Linked DNA regions of Mus musculus: region 1 is linked to region 2. The links are chromatin contacts, called in public Hi-C maps. All regions are on one chromosome and are shown on one strand. Each heading gives the region's core, a stretch centred on a gene start, on an enhancer-like site or on the middle of the called end of the contact. The rest is flanking DNA. Distances are from core to core; before and after follow the strand shown.

Evidence for each region. A called contact is a pair of places that touch in the nucleus more often than the background predicts.
Region 1: a Hi-C map of bone marrow-derived macrophages shows a contact between it and region 2, with 17 read pairs. The contact joins the enhancer-like site here to the promoter of Aunip in region 2. A contact is called at or near these places in 2 of 484 Hi-C or Micro-C datasets (bone marrow-derived macrophages and granulocyte-monocyte progenitors) and 6 of 115 datasets of contacts at active chromatin or transcription factors (embryonic limb bud, embryonic stem cells, extraembryonic endoderm stem cells and 1 more).

Annotation. Positions count from the first base shown.
Region 1 is chr4:134,836,295-134,839,967 of GRCm38.p6, reverse strand. It overlaps Maco1 (macoilin 1), which reads left to right. Exons shown (of 11, transcript NM_025382.6): 2 at 1,978-2,119; 3 at 3,519-3,645. Among named protein-coding and RNA genes, the nearest start is that of Maco1, 15 kb to the left of the region's middle. Within about 2 kb of position 1,272, at least 15 of the 459 cell types and tissues checked have an H3K27ac peak or open chromatin away from gene starts, as enhancers often do. A contact at or near this core is called in bone marrow-derived macrophages and embryonic stem cells, where this site is marked.
Region 2 is chr4:134,508,978-134,512,624 of GRCm38.p6, reverse strand. It overlaps Aunip (aurora kinase A and ninein interacting protein), which reads right to left and starts at 1,626. Exons shown (of 3, transcript NM_001081099.1): 1 at 1,456-1,626. The coding sequence starts at 1,533. It overlaps Paqr7 (progestin and adipoQ receptor family member VII), which reads right to left. Exons shown (of 2, transcript NM_027995.3): 2 at 2,388-3,647.

The sequences.
Region 1 (3,673 bases), core at 23-2,522, 330 kb before region 2:
GCTGTTTCTTTTTAAATTTTGATACAGGGTCTCTCTACATAGATCACGCTGGCCTGTACTGAGATTAAAGAGACATGCCACCATGCCTGGCTCTTTTCTTTTTTATTGTCTGTTTCTAGATCAGTTATCAGCTTTTCTGACGTTTTATCTGTGTTTCTACTAGCTTTTCGGGGATAGTTTATGCTTTCTCCTGAATGGCTTATTTCCTGTGAGTGCTGAGTAGTATTACTTGGTGCAGAGCTCTAAAATTGGGTTTATTTACTCGGTTAATTTATTTTTGGATTGTAGTTGGCTACTAGTATCAAAATGATCAGTGGTAATATCCCCTGTGAGTCTGGAGGCAAGTGTGTATTTCTCTTGGGAATCATCCCCTCGTGGAAGTTCATTCAGCTGATTACATTGTCATGTACTCACGTATGATCAGTTGTTTTTGTTTGTTTGTTTGTTTTTGTTGTTGTTTTTTTTTTGTTGTTGTTGTTGGTTTTTTTTGAGACAGGTTTTCTCTGTATATCCCTGGCTGTCTTGGAATTCACTTTGTAGACCAGGCTGGCCTGGAACTCAGAAATCCGCCTGCCTCTGCCTCCCGAGTGCTGGGATTAAAGGCGTGCGCCACCACGCCCTACATATGATCAGTTTTTAAAGTTTAAATTTTTAGTTTAGGATCTTCCTAGCCCAGGATTGGTTGGAACTTGCTGTGTAGCTCAGGCTAACCTCAAACTCTTGATATTTTTGGCCCAGATTTGTGTTGGGATTGTAAGTCTATGCCACCATGCCTGGTTTAGAAATCTTTTTTTAATAGCTAAATTTGCCCTGCTCTGTAATTGGAATTAGGAATATAGAAATAGAGGTTTATTAGTAGCTAAATGTGATTGATGACTGGGTAATGAAGTTTCAGATTATATGAAAGATTTTTTTACATTTATTTATTTATTTATTTATGAGTACGCTGTAGCTGTACAGCTGGTTGTGAGCCTTCACGAGCCTTCATGTGGTTGTTGGGAATTGAATTTTTAGGACCTCTGCTCCCTTCAGTTGGCCCTTGCTCACCACTCTAGTTAACTCAACCCCTGACTGCTCTGGTCCAAAGTGTACATAAGTACAATGTAGCTGACTTTCAGACACACCAGAAGAGGGCGTCAGATCTCATTACAAGTGGTTGTGAGCCACCATGTGGTTGCTGGGATTTGAACTCAGGACCTTCAGAAGAGTAGTCAGTGTTCTTACCTACTGAGCCATCTTGCCAGCCCTTTTTAAAAATTGTCTTATTAAGCTCAGTACAGTTGTTATATATGCATTCTAACTGGCTTTTCAAAGCATGTGTTTCTTTAACATAAATAGGAGGGAACTCAGAAGACATATTTACATCTCAAGTCTTGGATGTTTGAAGACTTTTTCCTTTAAAAGACATTTTTGTGCCCTCAGTCTATGGAAGTGACTCGTGTCTGCCCCATGAGTTATCTTTGGCAAATTTTTGGGAAGTCAGTTTTGTTTGGTCAGTGCACATGACTGCAGTATAGAGAAGCAAAGGAAGAGAAAAGCACAAACCCTTGAAGCATGCAGAGAGGTGTGTAGCAAGAATTTGCAACTCTTAAGCAGGTGTGGAGTGTGAGGAAGTAGCACACTTCAGCCATGACCTTTTCTTCTAAGGAAGAACAGCTTGAAGCCTGTCATTCTGTGAGGGTTGCAGTATTTTAAAGTCAGACACTTAGCACATCTTTAAAAAAGTGGTGAGATTCAAGTGTTTTTCTTCCATCTTAAAAGAAACTGAGCCGGTTTGGTTGTCATCTTGTCTTGACAAATTGTGAGGCTCTGAGCATTTTTACAATCCAGGTGGCCAGAGGGTAGCTCCCTGAGCCTTCTCTTGTTGGGCTTACGGTAAATGAAGTTATTTTTTACTTTTTTTAAAACAGAAACAGTGCATTCCTACTTCGGAATCTTCATGTATGACCTTGAATCCCTTGTTTTTGTATTTTGCAGTACATTTTTATACCTGAAATTCCTGGTAGTGTGGGCACTTGTCCTCCTTGCCGACTTTGTCCTGGAGTTCCGATTTGAATACCTGTGGCCGTTCTGGCTTTTCATCAGAAGCGTCTATGATTCCTTCAGATACCAAGGACTGGTATGTTTCTATTGCATGTTCTCCAACTGTGAGGGATGTAGTTGCCCTTCTAATTAAGAGAATATCTAAAGTGGCTGATACTGACCTGTTTTAAGTGGAGTTTATTAGGAATAAACTAGCTGTTAGCAATGGAAGTGCCTGTTTTGGGATGAGTTAATTGGGTCTGTAGATTGAGCCCACTGATGAATGGTTCTGTTTTGTTCTTTCTCACTTGAGTAGAGAGAAATGATTGGGCAGAGGATTACAAGAAGGAAGTAGCAATGGAGGACTCTGTGTTGCTTAGTCTTACCTGGAGTGCTCTGGAACTAAGTTGTCATTGAATCAAAGCAGTGATTCTCATTGGTCTGAAGACTCCTTTTAAGTAATTAAAAATTCTTGAGAACTCCAAAGAGCTTCTGTTAAATGTAGGTTACAAAATAAACCAGGGGTGGTGAGTCACACCTTTAGTCCCAGTACCCAGGAGGCAGAATTCAAAGAGTCTCTGAGTTCTAGCCAGCCTGGTCTACAGAGTGAGTGCCAGGCCAACTAGGGCTACAGAGACCCTGTTCTCAATAAAAATCAATTAAACAAATAACAATTGAAAAAAAAAGAGAAAATAAAACAAGAAGTAAAATGTACTTATTAATTCACTGAAAATAACTATTTACCCAAACAATAGAAGGGTGGCTCTGGTTTTTAGAGCTCTCCGTTTGGAAGGATCTCAGGGCTACTTCAGGAGTCTCTAGACCACAGGTTTTGAATTATTCAGTTAGAGCCTGGGCATAGCCTGAGCTTATTCTTTTGACTTACATGTTATTTCTATTGTGTTCCATAGCTACACCTTACAACTAACTCTCCAGTCCAGGCCTGGCGCTTTGGTCAGAGCAAATCCATGCTTCCAAAAGATGGCTTCAAGCTTATGTCTTATTGGTAATGAATAGTGGTGTCCAGAGGAAGGCAGCATTATTAATATTACCACCAGCATATTTCTTGCCAATATTTTGGTTCATCTGCATTCCAGCAAGCTTTAAGAATGAAGCTCTTTAGGAATGGTTTATGAGGAAACAGGAAGCTTTTCAGTGTTAAAGTTCTTGTTCATTCAGGTAAAACCTGCCTATAGAATCCCAATGAATTCACTGTGGTCCAACCTCAGTTTCGGCCCAGTTCATGTCCTTGGCTTAAGAACCATGAACAAGAGCACTCTTTAATGTTGAATTAGCTACTGCTTTTTAGTATATGTGCTGCTCAAGCAAGCTTATAACCACTGCTTCCCCCTGGTCTATTCTGAGTGTTTGAAATTTCCTCTTGTTAAATTGCTTTGTATTCAGCAATTTTGTTCAACAAAGCTTTTAATAGCATACTTGAAATTAACAAATTCTGAAATGTGGCTTTTAATTTGGTTTTTTTTTTCTGTCTTTAGGCCTTCTCAGTATTTTTTGTTTGTGTAGCATTCACTTCAAATATCATATGTCTCCTCTTCATTCCCATACAATGGCTTTTTTTCGCTGCTAGCACATATGTATGGGTCCAGTACGTATGGCACACAGGTGAGTCTTAATGACTTCTTGGTTAGGA
Region 2 (3,647 bases), core at 377-2,876:
ACACAATGATATCATTAAAATAATTTAAAAAACCTAAATATACACAAATTGCCAGTGTATAGCATGCAACTATTTGTAAATAGGAAAAAGATGCATTTGTGTGTGTGTGTGTGTGTGTGTGTTAATTACAGGCAAAGCCAGGAGTATATCTCACAGACTATATGTTTACATTTCAGAACACATCGATTTATTACCTATTCCGAAAATGTTCTTTTTTTTGGTTTGGTTTTTTTGTTTGTTTGTTTGTTTGTTTGTTTGTTTTTGTTGTTCTCGAGACAGGGTTTCTCTGTATAGCTCTGGCTGTCCTGGAACTCACTTTGTAGACCAGGCTGACCTCAAACTCAGAAATCTGCCTGCCTCTGCCTCCCGAGTGCTGGGATTAAAGGCGTGCGACACCACGCCCGGCTCCAAAAATGTTAAGAGGAAAAAAATGTGAAAGTTTGTTACCCTCAAAAAATTACTTCAGCCAGGCAATGGTGGCCTTTAATCTCAGCACTTGGGAAGCAGAAGCAGGTGGCTCTCTGAGCTCAGGGACAGCCAGGACTACACAGAGAAACGCTGTCCCCGGGGAAGAAAATGACTTCGGTTGTAAGATGACTTTAAGAATCCTCAATTTTTCAGTCGGGTGTGGTTGCACACGCTGATCGTAGCACTAGGGAAGCAAAGAGGTGGATCTCTGAGCTCAAGGCCAGCCAGCTCTACACAGTGAGTTCCAGAATAGCCAGTTACATAACAGAAAAAAAACCCTGGCTCAAAACAAAACAAAAACCAAGAATCTCCAATTTTTCATCAGCAAAAAATGGTTAACAGCTGCTCTTTAGACTGCTAATCATACTATTTAAATCTCAGATCTCCACCTGTTCCATTCAATCTGCTTTAATAGTCTCAAATCAACAGCAATCTTTCTAAACTCCAAAAGTCACATTTCTCTTGAAACTACTTATGGGGACATATCATGTTCTGCCTAGGTAATTGGACTGATACTAGCATATAGCTGGACCAAACAAGGTAATATTACTTAAAACCCTAAACACAACGGCCAGCATAAGATGCTAAACAAGCAATTGTCTAACACTTGTTGGTAATAAGCGAACTGGGGGAACCTGGATTACTCAACCCTCTTTCACTAGTGAAAAAAAAAAAGATTAATGACACAGCCAACGCATATTAAACGCCCAATTAGTCTCCAGCACCCCAGGGATGCTCATTTAATGTTGGGCCAGATCCCCGATCTGATCTGCATTTTCCATGTTGCTGGTTCTGGCAAACTGGGTAGACCGCACCCTGTAGGTGACCAGTCGTGGAGCCCTTCCCAGCATGCCACAGGACGCCTGAGGCGCCAGTTCAAAGGCCTCACGCTGCCAGTCGCCCCGAATCCCGTCCTCCCTTTATGCCGACCCCCTCCCTTCAGGCGTCCCCCAAAGCCCGCGTATCGCCTCAATATTGGCGTCCCACCTGCATCTTCCGCCTCTTCAGCGCCGCCGCGTCCAACCACACACCACACGCCTCCTCCTCGGGCCCTCTATGCCTCATGGCGGCCGCGCACCGCGCACCACTGCAGCCGGCGTTAGCGCCAACCCGCGTTCAGATCTCCCGCCACTGCAGGAGGCAGGGCTCTGCCCGGCCGTAATGACGTAAGCCCCGCCCCTAACCACGCCCAGTGCGCTAAGGAAGCCGGGCGGTTCCCGGGAGCTCTTCCTGCTTTGCTCTTCATTCCTGTGTGGACTCTGCACCCTCTGCATGTGTAGGTCACTACCAAGTTTGGTTTGGCAGGACTGCACTTTTTTTCAGAAATATATATATGAATACATATTATAATATGTAATATGTATCCACATATATAATATGTACTCATATAATTTGTGACTATACTATATAAGTATTATAGAATACATGATAAAATAAAATACATGCATATACTCTATAAGTGAGTGTATATTAATATATTGTGTTGATATATTTATGTAAATATATTTATGCATAATTTTTAAGAATTATGTTGGGGGGTGTCTGTAGGCATGCGCGCATGAGCATAGGTGTAAATGGAGGACAGAAGAGTAGGATTCCGAGGATGGAGCTAGAGTATAGGCTCTTCTGAGTCACCATATAGGAGCTAGGAATCAAATCAGGGTCCTCTGCAAGAGCAACCAGTGCTCTTAACCGCTGAGCCATCTCTCCAGTCTCAGACTGCACAGTTTTACTCCAGAGCCTCCCCTCCTGGAGCAGTGGAGCCAGGTTCTAGACCCCACTCTAAACCCTTTTGTCCCTGGCTGACCCAGTGGTTGGTTACCCGACACTAGGGGTTGCCACTAATTGGCATGTAAGAGTAACTGAGCCAATACATGGAAGATCTTTGAAAACATGAAATAAAAAATCGAATCAAGGAATTGGGTGGTGGAACCACAGGCCTTTAATCCCAGCAGAGGCAGGTGGATTTCTGTGAGTTACAAAACAAACCTGGTGTACAGAGCAAGTTCCAGGACAGAGAAACACTGTTTCAAAAAAAAAAACAAAAGAAACAAAATTGGAATCCAGGGATGAGGCTGTAACTTCATTTGTTAGAGTGCTTGTCTAGCAGGCATGGGAGGCTTAAATGCAAACACTTGAGAGACAGAGGCAGGCAGATCTCTGTCAGTTCAAAGCAGAACTAAAAGAAAGTTTGTAATTATTATTTAGAGTTACAGGAGATTGTGAGCCACCCAATATGTGTGCTGGAAATCAAACTCAGATCTCCTGGAAGGGCAGGACACACTCTTAACCAGTGAGCCCTCTCTCCAGCCCTGGGTGAATATTTCTTGTAACTTTTCGTATGTCTGGTTTTATATAAATTTTATATATGAATTTCATATGTATTACACGAAAACCCTTAGAATATATTATAAGTGGCGGGACATGTCCTATCTGTTTCCTTATTCATCTGCAGTTCTGGGGACTGAATGAAGTGTCTCATGCAAGGCTCTTCATGAGCAGTTCCCAGTCCTTTCTTTACTTCCAGACAGAATCTCTCTGTTTCCCAGGCTGGCAATCTGGCCGATCTTTAATCCCTCAAAATGCCAGATAGGAATATAATTACACACATGCGCACACACACACACACACACACACACACACACACTGCATTCCCAACAACAGTTCTGTGAGACCCCAACTTAAAGTGTTTCTCCCTGGAAGGTAAAGCCCCTAAATGTTCCCCAAGCTTGTTTTCCCTGATCTCTAAAAACACAGCCAGAAAGAAGCTCTTTGTTCTCTATAGCCAGCAAAAAGCCTTTTTGTTTCTATACTTTACAACCAGAGATGCCTGCCTTCCTGTGCGGAGGACTCGGGAGATAAAAATTCAGAAAGAACTCACTCCCCACTCCTGCCTTGTAAATTTCACCAAGGACACCTGGAAGAGAACTCTCTTCCCAACTCCTCCCAACTCTTCCCAACTCCTCCCAACTCCTCAGCTAGCTGTTAAAAGCCCTCTACTGTCACTGCTCTGGGTGGAACTCCCCTGCCCTTCTAGGTGCCAGGGGTTCGTCCTCAGCTAGCTGATAATAAAACCTCTTGCAATTTGCATCAGGTGGGTTATCTCTTGGGACGTTGGGGTGTTGGCCAGCTCATCCCGGGACTTGAGCAGAGGCCCAGCTCCGGGGGTCTTACAGTTC